Linked DNA regions of Mus musculus: all the other regions are linked to region 5. The links are chromatin contacts, called in public Hi-C and HiChIP or PLAC-seq maps. All regions are on one chromosome and are shown on one strand. Each heading gives the region's core, a stretch centred on a gene start, on an enhancer-like site or on the middle of the called end of the contact. The rest is flanking DNA. Distances are from core to core; before and after follow the strand shown. Region 1 overlaps Ank3 (ankyrin 3, epithelial). Region 2 has its middle 68 kb from the start of Ank3. Region 3 overlaps Ank3 (ankyrin 3, epithelial). Region 4 holds the start of Slc16a9 (solute carrier family 16 (monocarboxylic acid transporters), member 9). Region 5 overlaps Ank3 (ankyrin 3, epithelial).

Region 1 (2,700 bases), core at 34-2,533, 290 kb before region 5:
CTTCTTGTTCTTCTTCTTCTTCTTGTTCTTCTTCTTCTTCTTGTTCTTCTTCTTCTTCTTGTTCTTCTTCTTCTTCTTCTTCTTCTTCTTCTTCTTCTTCTTCTTCTTCTTCTTCTTCTTCTTCTTCTTCTTCCTCCTCCCCCTCTTCCTTCTCTCTCTCTCCCCCCTCTCTTTTCTCTTGGTTATTATATTTACATTTCAAATGTTATTTGATGCCAGGCTGTCTCAGATCACATGGTAAAAGGTGACGCAGAGCCTCAATGAGCCTGTATTATCCGAGCCTCTGATAACTCTCATTTTCCTCTCTCCCCTCCCTCTTGTAGTTGAGATTCTTTTTAACTGAAACCTGAGACCTACTCATCTATGTAGCTTTGACTATCTTGCCTCAGCCATTCCATTACATGTCAGAAGGGCCCACCTCCCTGCCATTAATCTTTTAGAATCTGCCTTCCATTCCTGCCTTGGGAGAAACGTCTAGTGTTTGGCTGGACTGTTGAGATTGGTTGTTTATTCAAGGAAGGTCTTGGGCCAAAATTAAAGGCATGTGATGAATAAAGGCATTGATAAATGAACTTGACTTTCAGAGGTTAAACCAAAGACAGGCATTCCCTACTTCCTTCAGGTCCTAACTGCTGCAAAGACTCTGTTGTTTAAACATAGGCCTTGCAAATAGAAGGAGAAACAAGAGGAACCACTTAGCACAGTGCTTCCTTATGGCATCCGGAATGTGATGGTCACCAGACTGTTTCCTAACCTTGTCTTTATCCTTCAGACCTAGGTCCATTTCTAAATTGACATCAGAGATGGAATAAACCTTATCTGGCTTTATCACCCTTCAGTAGCTCCCACTGGCCAAAAGGAAGAACCCGACATTCTTGTCTAGATACACAGATGTTTCCCCATCTTCTTGTCAGCTTCTTCCTCTGGAATGTGTCTCCACCTCCCTGTATGCCCACAAGCATTCTAGGAATGTCACCTTCTCCTTTTCCTGCTACATTCCCCCCTGCCTGTACCTCTTGTCTATCATTAACCTGCCCAACTGTTCTTCAGCCAATGATGTTCAGTTCGGAGCTAAGGGTACCTCCCATCTATGGTTGGCCTGAGCTGTGCAGCTCTCTGTGTGGACTTTAATCAAAAGAATACATGGGATGCAAAACAAGGTCTTGAATTTATTGTTTACCCCGTGGTATCATTGTGTTTGTGTTGTAAGACTCTAATGAGCCTTAGCTTACTGGGGAACCCCCTTCCCCCCTCCCCCCAGTTAACAAAATGATGCAAAAGCAAGAGGAATTTATTGTTCCAGTATGCTGGGGTCATCATCCTACACCTGAAGGAGAGGCAGACTGTTCGGCCAGTTTTTATACAGTTTCCAGACGAGGAATAGAGCATCAGCAACTAGGCATAATATAATTGGCAGAACAGTGCACCCTTTAAACTGGTTGGTCTTTAGGGAATGAGGTAGTAGGGGTTTAATCAGTCTCTCCCTTCTGGCCTACATGCTCTCTGACCTGTCTCTTCCAGGAAGGGAGGGGTGTGATGGAATTTTCCAATGGCTCTGAGCTGACCTCTTCAATGTTACTTAACCCCACTGTACATGAAGTTTCTCTAGTCACAAGGCAAGGTCCATTACATTGAGTCTCTCTGAGACCTCTTAGCACTTAGATCCTTCGTATCATAAAGCTTATTTCCAGAGCAGTTCATTAATAGTACCAAGATTTAAAATTAGGGCATGAAGGGAGGTGATTATCAAACAAAACAAAATGAAACAAACAAGCAAGCAAACAAACAAACAAAAACACCTGTTAAACTTTCTGTTCTTCTCACCAAATTGTAAGGGTGGAAATCAAGATCAAAAAGTCAGTATGATAGCTTCTCTGGACTCCCTGAGGAAGCTGGTATTGATCCTGTTGGTATTTGCCTAGGTTTTTTCTGGATACCCTTTTCTGATTATTTTCCTTTAGAATCTATCTCTACTTTTTGTCTAAGTGTTGGGGACGAGAGCTAGGGCCTCATGCTGTACTTACCTTTTGAAAACATATTGAAGAGTCAGTATTTACATGATTATACAGTTGTCTGAAATTTTAAAACAAGCTAGTGATGTGTTTATAAAAAGACAAAGAGAAGTAAGATATGTTCTATGAGGGTGTGGTGAGGTGTGGGGGAAAGGGGTGCCTCGGTGGGCCCATGTTGAGGCATCTCTTTCCCCTGAGGGACCAGCCACACGGTATAGTATAGAATAGTTTATTCAGGGAATGGGGAGGGGAGTTAAGAGGGTAGTAGAGGCAGAGAGAGGGAGAGAGTAGAGAAGTAGAGGCTAGCCATGACCACGTGGAGAGAGGGAGAAGGGAGGGGGAAGAGAAGAGCCCAAGTGGGCAAGAGAGAAGAGGCAAACAGGAAACAGGAGTAAGAGAGAGAGGAAGAGGCAAGCAGCCCCTTTTATAGCAGACCAGGCCTACCTGGCTATTGCCAGGTAATTGTGGGTTGGAGCTTAGACAGAGTACTAGCAGCTAGATCTTTTTGTTCCTTGAGTTAATGTTCTACACCCATTATCAGTTAACTTATCAAATATTTCCCAGGGACTCTCAGGGTAATGAGTGTCAAACATGACCTGTCACACTGTGGGATGTCTGGGAGTGGAAGGTGTGTTTGTGGATGTTACCTGAGAGAGCAGATATGCCAAGAACACAGAATGAGAACTTG
Region 2 (2,700 bases), core at 62-2,561, 500 kb before region 5:
AGGCAGGCTTTTGTCTATGTAGACACAGTGAACTATTTCTTCCTTCAGGGTCTTATGGCAACCACCCCTTCTCTTGGCCACCCATCTCTTCCCAGTATGGCTCTGTCTCATTCTGAAAGCCTCATGCTACATGTCATATCATCTTCCCTTCATTCCTTCTGGAGCTCTGACCTGACCACTCATCCACCCAGCCTGGGCCAGCCCCACACGTCTATGTCCATAGTGTCACAGGGTGCATCCTCCGCTCTGGTCCTGAGCCCTCTTTGTGTCCTGGCGTCATCTAGTGCTCCCTTCCAGAACATAAACACTACGTGGATGCAAGGGACCCACAGAACAGAAGTGCTACAAATGCAGGGACCTGCCTGCTCATCTTAGCCACCAACCACTGGCAGCAGATTTTGTGCTCAGTGCACAGCTGTCCAGTCGACAGCTTGCCTTGTGTGTGTGTGTGTGTGTGTGTGTGTGTGTGTGTGTGTGTACTTTACAAGTCACTGCAGCATTTAAAAATGTAAATCATGAAGAGGAGCACTTAGCTCGAGGTTGCTTCAGCTATGACAGTGTGCTTCATTTCTTTCCAGCGAGCTCCTGGCTTATCCAGTACTTCTTGTAGCAAGCTGGAAATGAAGAGGAGGCAGGTGTCACGTCCTTTGTCATTTTAAGAAACTGACACTCAGATGAAATACTTTGTGCAGATTCATAGTCAAGTGGGTGACATGTCAGGAACCACAGAGGTCTTTTTCTCTTGAAGTATACCATGCTGTGAAGTAGAGCCAGGGTGGTATTTTTGTTTTTGTTTTTGTTTTTCTGGGCTACATTGTTGCACCATCGAAGAGAAAAGGAACTAGAGGAACAACAAATAAAATAAAATCAGATGAATAACAATGTTAAAGAAACATAAGCACAAGTGGTTATCTTTGTGTGTCCCACATTCCTATATTTATAGTTCATAATCTATCACTAGCTAGGGAAGTGTATGCTGATTTTCACATAAATTGCTTTAAAGACTTGAATTACATATATTTTATATTTATTAGTATATTATAACAGATAGAAAATTTAAGTACGATAGTGTTTTTTTTTTTAATTGGGAAAATATCTCTAATATATGACCAGTGTTTTCTAGCCAATCTTTTGAATACAAATTTTATTTGCCAAACATGCAAAGGTATCTATAACGTGGATAATAAATGTTACATGAGCTTTTTGGTCTCCAGATATCACCTCTTTGACTCTCTGTTGCTATGGAGTTTCATTTGTATTCCAGGGAGCTTGGGTTGCCATAGAGAACGTGTGGTTGTAGAGGAGTTGCCATGGCAACAATCCACCATTATGTATCTTGCAGCATCTTGGCTAGCTGGAGGTGACAGAGAATGCAAATGGTATTTATTCAGGCACCCAATAATGAAAATGAAAACAAATACCAGCCCGATTACTGCCGTCGGATATTTAAAATATGACGCTCACTACCCTTTATTCAAATAAATTAAGCAACACCAGAAGGATGCTCTCTAAACGGCCGTGTTTTAGCAGCCATTGAACTGGATCTCTAGAGATCCTCAAATTTTTAATTGCCATAATTGCTTCGCATGCGTATAAACAGCTCTATGTGAGATGAGGGACATTTTTTGTTTTGTTTTAACCTTCTCCTTCATGACCTTGAATGATAGAGCTCAGGTATAAGGGAGGAGACAAAGAGAAGGGAGACTGTTTTTATCTTTGAAGTAGAACTCAGAAATAAAGAAGCGAAGGGAAGTCACCTGGTGACTCATTGTTCAATGTAGGTTTTCAAAAGGAGGGGTGGGGGGAGCAAGGGAGCTATTTTTACTAAGAGAGCAAGTCCTGAGGTTAAAGAGAAATCCTAACCTGCTATTTGAAAAGGTTTTTGATGCATTAAATGCTGTTGGGTTCCTTTTGGAATTCCTGCCCCATTAGAAGTGCAGGGCAGATTAGCCAGCTGGCTGTCTGCTAACAGCATCCTTAATGTCACCCAATCAGAGTGACACCCGTTAGGTGCCTCAGGGGTTAGTAAAGAACACATGGTGAAAATGTTCATGGGATCAGAGCTCCTGAGAGGGAAGGTTTGGAAAGAAGATGTTTGTCTTTTAGGGTTTCGTATCTGGTTCTGTGATGTGTTAATTTTTTGCTCCCTAACAGTGAGCCTTCCTCTGAAGTTGTGAGGAAAGCTGACTTGCAGACTGCCTTTTCCATCCTCAAGGCCATGTGAAGAGGTCAGGACTTTTCAGCTGTCTTACTTGGATGCTTGTATTTTCTCCTGGACCACGTTAAAAAAAAATGGTTCCCTTTTGCAGCAGAGCTGTGCTGAACACAGAATCACGGGGTCACGGCTGGCTACTTCAGAGACTGGGGAGCAGCTGCATTGCTCTTGGATAACCCCCAGGGACCTGAGAGAAAAATGTAAAAGCCAATAGAACATTACCAAATGCAGCTTGCATGGAAGAGGAGCGTTTAGAACAACAGGAGTGTCTTAAAAGCTGATTTCTGGTAAATGGAGAGGTGGCTCAGTGGTTAAGAGTTCTGGCTGCATTCCATGAAGGCCCAGGTCAGGTTTCCAGAACCCACATGGTGCCTCACAACTATCTGTAACAATTCCATGGGATCTGGTACCTTCTTCTGGCACTGTATAGATATGGTGGACAGCTATACATGCAAGCAAACACACACACACACAAAGAAAAAAAA
Region 3 (2,700 bases), core at 38-2,537, 350 kb before region 5:
TCTGTTTTTTATTTTATGTCAGTCAGATCTCAGTTATAAAAAAAAAATAAGAAAGATAGATAGGTCTCAGTTTTTGTCTTTGTTTATGTTTTTTAACAAGATGATGTTAGCTGTCATAGAATGTGGAGGCCAAGAGGAATCTTTATAAAAGAGTCATCTTTTCACTTATACTCATTTTACCTGTGTATATGGGAGCTACCTATGTGCCTGATGCCTGGAAGGACCGGAAGAGGATATTGGATCCCTAGAACTGGAGTTGTGAATGGTAATAAGCTACCAAGTGGAGGCGGGGAACTGAACTCAGGTCCTCTGCAAGAGCGCCAAGTGCTCTTGACATCTTAACTGCCAAGCCATATCTTCACCTCCTATTTTTCTTTTTTAAAAATTTTAAACTTAAAAAATTTTAAAAATCCATTCACAAGGTAATGGGTTTCCTTCTGGTGTTTTCATAAGTTTTGATTGGCAGTCTCCCCTCCCCTTGCTCTTCTCCTTGCTCCCCACACCCATGAGTACCCTTCTACCCCGAGTGTACCCACTTTTACATCACACACATTATACCCTCCTCCCCAACCCCTTTTCTGGTACCCTCTCCACCTCTCTGGCTCCTCCACACACTCAGTCTCATAAAATACGTATTTATAAAAATTGGGAGTTAGAGTATATAGGTCTGAAAGAATAATTGTAGTGCAGTGTTTGTCTTTGTGAGCTTGGGTTGTCTCATTTAATATATCTTCCCATTCCATTAATTTTTCAGCAAGTCTTAAAATTCAGATTTTTTTTTATGGCTGAGTAAAATTCCATTGTGTCTGAGTATCTCATTTGTATTATTCATTCATCTTCCGTGTACAACAGGCTGATCGCATTTCCTTACTTTGAACAGAACAGCTGCAAACAGTTGTGCAGATGTCTCTATAGTAGACATTTTTTTTTAAGGATGGAAATATAGCAGTCTATAACAGTGGTTCTCAACCTTCCTAATACATTAATACAGTTCCTCATGTTGTGGTGGCCGCCCCCTCCCAATCAATAAATTATTTTCATTGCTACTTCATAACTGTAACTTTGCTATTTTTAGTAATTGTAATGTAAGTATCTGTGTTTTCTGATGATCTTAGGCGGTGACCCTTGTGAAAAGGTCATTTGATCCCCTAAAAGGGGTTGTGAACCCCTGGTTTATAGGCTAGTTAATGAGAAGAGATGGAAAATACAGAATAGGAGAAGGTGACTCAGTAAGGCTAGAGTACTTGACAGGGCAGCGGTAAGGGTGGATCAGTGAATGAGGCAGCAGCTTCAGCCAGGCAGGGAGCCAGCAGGGTATGGAGGTGGCAGTGAGGGAGGGCTGGTGACTGTGTTCAGAGGGAGAACAAGCCCCCTGGCTGGAACTTTTACCAGAAGCTGGAAGCCAGGAAGCCAGCCCAAGGTGAGAGTGGAGGAGGTTTAGAAGCCCAGAGGAAGTTGTACAGCTGCGATAGCCAAGCTGCTTCCTGCATCCAAAGAGTGATCCATGTTCAAACAGATTTTCTGGCCTTCATCCCAGAGTTTCTGGTTGAGTAGGACTGGGGAAAACCCTGAGACAGTGCCAACAAGTTCTTAATGGATGCTGATCTAGACGAGACTCTGAGAACCGCTGGTATGGTGCTCTGATGCTTGCTGTGAGGATAGCCTAGCCTCGTATGGTATGACAGAGCAGGCTAGCAAAGTCAGTGGGTCTGCTGCTTCCAGCTAGTGCTGAGCCAGGGAAGCCTCCGGAAGTGACCTTGCCAGAGGGGGGTGGGCTGGGGGGGGGGAGGACTAGAGAGGGGGGACGTGAGACTCCTAAGAAGCATCCTGTCAGGGCCACCTTGGGTCTTTCCAAGGTGTGTGTCTTACATAGGGCACCAGAGCTTATCCGTAAATTGACTGTAAGACACTTTGGGTCCATTCTTGGGTGTTTCGGGTGGGGTAACCAACTGCACACTTAGGTTTTTTGGTTTGGACTCCAGCTCTGTTACCTTTGGTTATGTTGTTTATCCACTAAGTATTATAAATTTCTTGGGGTTCTGGAGTCTGGCCATTGTTGAAGTTGCCATTCATTTCTAAAGTAGATGTTTATAAAGTACTCAGATTTTGCTTGGAAATATATATTTTTAAAATTTATTTCGTAAGTAGAAAAAAAAACACATGGTATTCACTTCTGTTTGGAGTCTTATGATATAAGCAAAAATCATCAAAGTCAAATCATATCAAAGGAGATCCATTGTCCTATTAAATGACTTGACAGCCTCCTGTACTGGAAGAGGTGTTGGTTTTGATAGTCCTTTTAAATCATGATTGACAAGTATACTCTGCAGTAAGGAAAAGGGATGGGGCAGGGACATACTCAGAAGTAATCAACCTCAAAAAATATCACGCTAAGAGAAACAAACTAGGCTCACAAGTAAGCAGAGACACACGAGGGTTGGTGATCAGCTGGGAGTGATCAGCATTGCTAATGGGAATGAGACTTTGTGGGTGATGAAGTAGTTTACAATTAATTGTGATGAGTGTTTCATGTCCCTAACACATACTAGAACTCATGTATTGCCTGCTGTGGGCAAGATGTATGATATGTTTATTTTTGGCATAAGCCTGTTAACAAAACCAAAACACGTCTTAGTTTTGTTTTGTTTTGAGATAGGATCTTCTTACTATATAGCCCAGGCCGATCTAACCCAGAGATCA
Region 4 (2,700 bases), core at 36-2,535, 280 kb after region 5:
AGGGTCTCTAAGTGAGACCCGGAGCTTTCTAATAAGGGTAGCCTCTACCTCTTTGGTGCTATGGTTTTGACAGCAGCTGCAGTCATGCTTAGTTATACTTGGGTGCTGGGGGTGGCAAGTAAGCTCTCTCCGGGGACAAGAATAATATGTTTGAGAGGACTTCTCCATAACCTGAATAGAAAGGGGGTGTTGGAGAGAAGCGCTAAAGCCACTTCTCAGGGTGGTGGGCATGGCCAGATTCCGTACCTTTTCTGACTTCTCAACCCTCCCCCACTCTCCACGATGCAGGCAAGATTCTGAAAATATCATAGATAAGGAAATAAGCTGAAAAGACCTAGGTGGCTCAACTCTTAACTTTGCAGGAGGTAGTCCTTGCCGCCTAAGAACGCAGGCTTTGCGTGGTATGAAGGGAATTCTCACGCTGTTAGATAGACATAGTTCTCTTCAAGAATTCAACAGACAGAAAGTTAATGGGGCAGAGGGTGAGCACACGCCACATTGCAGACATATCCCTGGAGCGAACGGTGTCCACACATTCGTTAGCCCCTGGAACCCTAAAGTTTTCTGCAGTGGGCTTCGGTGACAGCGCAGAGAGCCATGCATGGTAGGTAGCTCCAGCGTGAGTTGCTTTGCACCACAGCTAGTGACAGCCTGGTTCTACTTCAAGACACCTGACGGTCTTCACATAACTTCTCCCTCCCTCTTCGACCTCCTGGACACCCGCCTTTCCCGCGGAGTTGTCCCAAAGGAAAGCCCTTGGCATCTTATACTCCCTACTGCCAAAGAGTACCAACTTCACAAAGTTCTAGGTTTCTAGTTCGCTTTCCTCTGGGATCTCTGCCCACGAGTACAGCTCTGGCCAGGAGGCTCCCAGCGACCCAGGGAAGCCAGGGAGAGCAGGCGACCCTTGTATTCAGTTCCACACAGGCTCCTCGCAAATGCACACGGTGCTTGGCGGGGGGTATGCGGGAGAGCTTCGGGAGACCAAGGGGACTCGGGTCCGGCCCTCCCCCCACTCCTAGCCGGGCCTTAAGCTACGGGTGTAGACGCAGCGCCCCTACCGCCGGCTTTTCCACCGCCTCCATCTCCTCCTCCTCCGCCTCCTCTTCCTTCCCCCAGCGGGCGTGCAGTCTCAGCCGGTTCAGACTGGCCAGGGTGCCCCTGCAGAGGAGATCTGAGAGTGGGACCACCCCGGGAGTGACTTCCCGGGGTGGGCGGTGGGGGTGGGGAAGGTGGAGCCGGCCGGGCGGGCTGCACTCCATGTGTCCCGAGGGCAGAGGGCGGCGGCCGTATATTGCGCGCAGCGGGACTGCTCGCCCAGCGCAGGGCCCGGATCAGCAGCTGCGGCCGGAGCTGCGCCCGCGGCCCCAGCCGAGGCCGGGACTCAGGTAAAAACCCCAGGAACTGGGAAGGTCCCGGCGGGAGCTGTCCCCTCACCCTGCAAACTGCACCGAAAGGAGGCGGTGCTGTCACCCGCGGGTGCACAGCTACCGGCCGGCTTCTGGTCTGCCCGGGCTGAAAGCGTCCTGAGAGCGCCGCGGAGCACTCTGCACCCTCTTCTAGAAAGAGTAACTGCCTCTGCAAAAATACTCGTAGGGTTGCCTTTTGCAGGGAGAATGGGGGAGATGAGAGCTCGGATGTCACCAGATGAGTCTCCTGGGATACCTTCTACGTGTGACCCAAGTGGGTCCTCACTTCCCAGAAGGCCGCTCCCGAGGAGGTGGGCTCAGGTGCTGGGGAGAATCCAGGCTGGGGCGCATAGGTTTGGTAAACTGCAAGGACAGCAGCTCACGTTGCGGGCAGATCCTGCTGGGTTCCGGGCAGGGCAGCACCCGGGCTGCGCTACAGGGTGTAGGAGCCTAACGGCCAGGCGGCTCCTCCGCCACCTGAACAAAACTTAGAAGGATTTTGGTGCGCATGCCTCAGCTCTGGTTCGCCTAGGGAACCCTTCTTTGGTTTTAGCCATGCACAGAGGCTTCAGGGGAAACAGCAAGCCATGGAACTTGACCATCAATCAGGTCGGGATTTTACTTCGTTCTTGGAATGTCAGGTCTATGCAGCACAAATGATCCGGAAAGTTTAGGCAGTGTTTACACTACAGATATTATTTACATATTATTTATGTTGATATCTTACTTGCCTCATTGGGCCCATCTGATGGGCTACAGCTCAGTGGTAATAGTTAGACATCTTGACTTGCCCAGATTGGCATGTTCACCTAGAGCAGAGCAGAGCAGAGCAGAGGCCACTCAGATACTCTTAGGCAACAGACGGAGTGAGCTAGGTTGGAGAAAGAAAGGGTGTGCCGATTGGTTACAGCCTCCGTTAAACACTTTGTGAGCGCAGAGAGTAGTGTCGGTACCCATTAACCACCCTCGACTAGCAAATAGAAATTAGACAATAAAATCTTTTCACCTGCCAACTGGCAATAACTTGTATATTCAGCACCGCCGATGTCCGAAGAGCAGGTTTCCTTGCTTCCCATCCTTCTGTGTTTGGGTAAGTGGAGAGACAGGGATCCTACTCGTCTCTAATGAAGGTTCTATAGAAAGGGCCAGGGGCGTGGTAAGATGGCAAAGAGTGACATTAGGAACTCTGGACTGGATTTTTAAATTTTTTTTCTTTCTTTTCTCTCTCTCTTTCTTTCTTTCTTTCTTTCTTTCTTTCTTTCTTTCTTTCTTTCTTTCTTTCCTCCTCCTC
Region 5 (2,700 bases), core at 196-2,695:
CTTGCCTGTGAGAGAACCTCCCCCTATTAGGTTAACTGAGGTGCCCTCAAAGTGAGGAGCGCTATTCCCTGGGTTTTCATCTTAGGTTATTTCAAAGGAGAAAGCTAGCAGAGCATAAATATTCACTGTTCTCTACTTCCTGGTTGCATGTAGCTGCTTTAAACCCTTGTTACTATGAATTTCCTGTCATGGTAAACTCTGCCCTTAAACTGTAAGCCAAAGTAAACCCTTATTTCTGTGTTTGTGTGCATGTGTGTCCATGTGTCTTTGTGTGTGTGTGTCTGTCTGTCTGTGTATTTCAGTGTATCTTTGTGTGTGTCCATGTGTCCTTGTGTGTGACCATGTGTGTGTGCATCTCAGACAAAGCCATTAGGTGTCCTGCTCTACCGTGCTACACCTTAGCCATTAGGTGTCCTGCTCTATCATGCTACACCTTAGCCATTAGGTGTCCTGCTCTACCGTGCTACACCTTAGCCATTAGGTGTCCTGCTCTATCATGCTACACCTTATTGCCTTGACACAGGGTCTCACTGAAGCCAGAACTCTTCATTTTTGCCTAGGCTGCCTGACCAGCAAGCCCCAGCTCTCCTCCTGCCTCCCTCTCTCTCTCTCTCTCTCTCTCTCTCTCTCTCTCTCTCTCTCTCTCTCTCTCTCTCTCACACCTCACCTCCTGACACCTTGTACTGAGATCGCATAGGCAATGCCAGGCTATGCCAGGCTTCCTAAGTGGGCATTGGGGAGCACAACTCAGGTGGCTCTGCTTGCACCAAGTTGCTTTCCCCTGTCCCTATTCCTATTGTTTATTGTTAATCGAGCCAGAGTATCGGCGGTTGTGCCAATTAAGCAGGCGTATGAGCTCCTCTGTGATGAGGTAAACTGCTAGACCTGTCTGGGTGTTCAGAACCTGTCCTTACCAACTCAAGTTTCAGGTGGCAGCTCAGTTTTTATCTCTGGCAGCAGACAGAGATCTATCGTATCTAGGTCTTTGCACAAGAAAAGGTGCTGCAGATGTGCAAACAACATTAACAGGCACGTATCCCACCAGCAAGCATCCCACACTGTGTAACGAAAACCTTAATAAACTCAGTGCCTCCAAAGTCCATTCCTAATAGCTATTTGTAGTTTTGTCAGATCTGGGACCACAGGTTCCAAGTCCCCTTCCTCCTCCCGGGTCCCTAACTTACAAATCAAAGCAGTTTAGCAATGGCTCAACGAGGATCCCCTCAAGTAGCCAGTTGTTGCAAGTAGTTGTATTGAGTCTGATACAAATTAAAATGTGGTTACAAATGTAACACTAAATAGAAAATGACTACCTGCTTCTAAATATATTTCTGTCAACAGAATATTAGAATTAAATTTCTAAGTTCCAAACTGGCACTTCTTTTCAATACTTACCTTTATCAAGCTTAAGATAAATGGTAATTTTAAAAGTGCCCCGTCATAGTTGAGCAGTGAAAAATGGAGCCTTACATTGTAGACATGTGGCCTACAGCGCCATCTTCTGGAGTCATCTGGTAGTGATGGTTCTGCAATTTTTTTCCAAATAGAAAACGTTTCTCAAGATTGCATTTAAAGTGCCGAAAGAATACATAACAATTTACTTCTAAAATCCCCCAAACGAATTACAACAAAATAGTTACCTATTTTCAATCTGTTTCAGTAAACTGGCATTTTAAATCAACCGAATGAAGACTGAGGCATAGCAAAAGGAAAGGAAAATATTCCCCAAATAGGCTCTGAAATCTGATACTTGGGAAATGGAAATTGGGCCAAAGTAAACCAGCACTGATACTTCCCACCTCCATATGATCTGTGTGCATAGATTTGCCAGCAACTTGACATTATGACCATAAATTTGGGACCCCAAGGAACGACCTCAGCTATGTTGTTCCTGGGGTCAGACAGTGCGTTAGCCCAGGCTTGGGAATCAGCATTAGCTACGTTTGGGTGTGGTGCACCAGTGTGCCCAGCACAGCAGGTCTGAGCTGCAGCCCCTGGGTGTCATGCTTCTGCCAGGCACCTCGTGAGGGTGGTGTAACTTGAAGACACTTTCCATGAGCCCGTCTCGAGATAGGATTGTACTGATTGTTTTTCTCCATAAATGTAGGGCTAACCATTTAAAGGTCTGAAGAGAGGCATGACAGAGTAATTTTCCTGAAAACTGTGTTTTCAGAAATGGTTACGTAGGCTGAGCAGAAATTAAACCTGAGCATGGAGCTCATCATTCATGGGACATTGAGGCCTCTGTGTTTCTCTCCTTAGACGTCACACTCACACCAACCAGGTCCCAAGCAGCTCTTGAGAGCAAAGGCACCAGACAGACACAGTCTAAGTAAGAGAAGCAGACTTTCAGGCCCCGCCCAGTATAGGACAGTGAAGTCAGAGTATCCAGTGTGGAACTGAGAGTATAAGCTGTTCACAGACAGTGCTTGTGTCTTAAACTGTGCAAATACCAGGGCGGTAGTTCTCAACCTGTGAGTCGCGACCCCTTTGGCAAACCTTTTTCTTCAAAGATATTTACATTACAATTCGTAACAGTCGCAAAATTACAAAGCAACAAAATAAATTTACATGCATATATGTGTGTATGTGTATATATATATATATATATATATATATGTATTTATATTTATATTTATAAAGTAACAAAAATCATTTTATGGTTGAGGGGTCAGTTCAACATGTGGGACTGTATTAAAG

The links. Hi-C and Micro-C count contacts between places; a contact is called where the count stands out from the background. HiChIP or PLAC-seq counts read pairs in DNA pulled down with a chosen protein or histone mark.
Region 1: a Hi-C map of pancreatic cancer cells shows a contact between it and region 5, with 6 times the contacts expected there. The contact joins two enhancer-like sites. A contact is called at or near these places in 4 of 15 datasets of contacts at CTCF or cohesin (the NIH/3T3 cell line, embryonic stem cells and pro-B cells), 105 of 484 Hi-C or Micro-C datasets (the AML12 cell line, the AtT-20 cell line, the Ba/F3 cell line and 61 more), 11 of 115 datasets of contacts at active chromatin or transcription factors (the HPC-7 cell line, the NIH/3T3 cell line, astrocytes and 7 more) and 3 of 9 other capture datasets (adipose tissue, embryonic stem cells and liver).
Region 2: a contact with region 5 is called in an H3K27ac HiChIP or PLAC-seq map of SST interneurons, with 5 times the contacts expected there. The contact joins two enhancer-like sites. A contact is called at or near these places in 1 of 15 datasets of contacts at CTCF or cohesin (the NIH/3T3 cell line), 32 of 484 Hi-C or Micro-C datasets (the AML12 cell line, the AtT-20 cell line, the C2C12 cell line and 21 more), 3 of 115 datasets of contacts at active chromatin or transcription factors (the NIH/3T3 cell line, SST interneurons and astrocytes) and 1 of 9 other capture datasets (pancreatic islet).
Region 3: a FOXA1 HiChIP or PLAC-seq map of pancreatic cancer cells shows a contact between it and region 5. The contact joins two enhancer-like sites. A contact is called at or near these places in 1 of 15 datasets of contacts at CTCF or cohesin (the NIH/3T3 cell line) and 1 of 115 datasets of contacts at active chromatin or transcription factors (pancreatic cancer cells).
Region 4: a contact with region 5 is called in an HNF4G HiChIP or PLAC-seq map of pancreatic cancer cells. The contact joins the promoter of Slc16a9 here to the enhancer-like site in region 5. A contact is called at or near these places in 3 of 39 promoter capture datasets (cranial neural crest, maxillary cranial neural crest and stem cell-derived epiblast-like cells), 2 of 484 Hi-C or Micro-C datasets (embryonic stem cells and nephron progenitors), 5 of 115 datasets of contacts at active chromatin or transcription factors (embryonic stem cells, pancreatic cancer cells and stem cell-derived neural progenitor cells) and 3 of 9 other capture datasets (adipose tissue, embryonic stem cells and liver).

What each region holds. Positions count from the first base shown.
Region 1 is chr10:69,670,183-69,672,882 of GRCm38.p6, forward strand. All of the region lies in intron 1 of Ank3 (ankyrin 3, epithelial), which reads left to right. Among named protein-coding and RNA genes, the nearest start is that of Gm33464, 110 kb to the left of the region's middle. Within about 2 kb of position 1,284, at least 33 of the 459 cell types and tissues checked have an H3K27ac peak or open chromatin away from gene starts, as enhancers often do. A contact at or near this core is called in the HL-1 cell line, embryonic fibroblasts and pancreatic cancer cells, where this site is marked.
Region 2 is chr10:69,464,445-69,467,144 of GRCm38.p6, forward strand. No RefSeq gene overlaps it. Among named protein-coding and RNA genes, the nearest start is that of Ank3, 68 kb to the right of the region's middle. Within about 2 kb of position 1,312, at least 58 of the 459 cell types and tissues checked have an H3K27ac peak or open chromatin away from gene starts, as enhancers often do. A contact at or near this core is called in SST interneurons and cerebral cortex, where this site is marked.
Region 3 is chr10:69,610,609-69,613,308 of GRCm38.p6, forward strand. The region is part of intron 1 of Ank3 (ankyrin 3, epithelial); the gene reads left to right. Among named protein-coding and RNA genes, the nearest start is that of Gm33464, 49 kb to the left of the region's middle. Within about 2 kb of position 1,288, at least 95 of the 459 cell types and tissues checked have an H3K27ac peak or open chromatin away from gene starts, as enhancers often do. A contact at or near this core is called in the NIH/3T3 cell line and pancreatic cancer cells, where this site is marked.
Region 4 is chr10:70,243,991-70,246,690 of GRCm38.p6, forward strand. Slc16a9 (solute carrier family 16 (monocarboxylic acid transporters), member 9) reads left to right here and starts at 1,286. Exons shown (of 6, transcript NM_025807.3): 1 at 1,286-1,388.
Region 5 is chr10:69,963,331-69,966,030 of GRCm38.p6, forward strand. The region is part of intron 29 of Ank3 (ankyrin 3, epithelial); the gene reads left to right. Among named protein-coding and RNA genes, the nearest start is that of Gm33361, 43 kb to the left of the region's middle. Within about 2 kb of position 1,446, at least 52 of the 459 cell types and tissues checked have an H3K27ac peak or open chromatin away from gene starts, as enhancers often do. A contact at or near this core is called in the HL-1 cell line, the NIH/3T3 cell line, SST interneurons and 3 more, where this site is marked.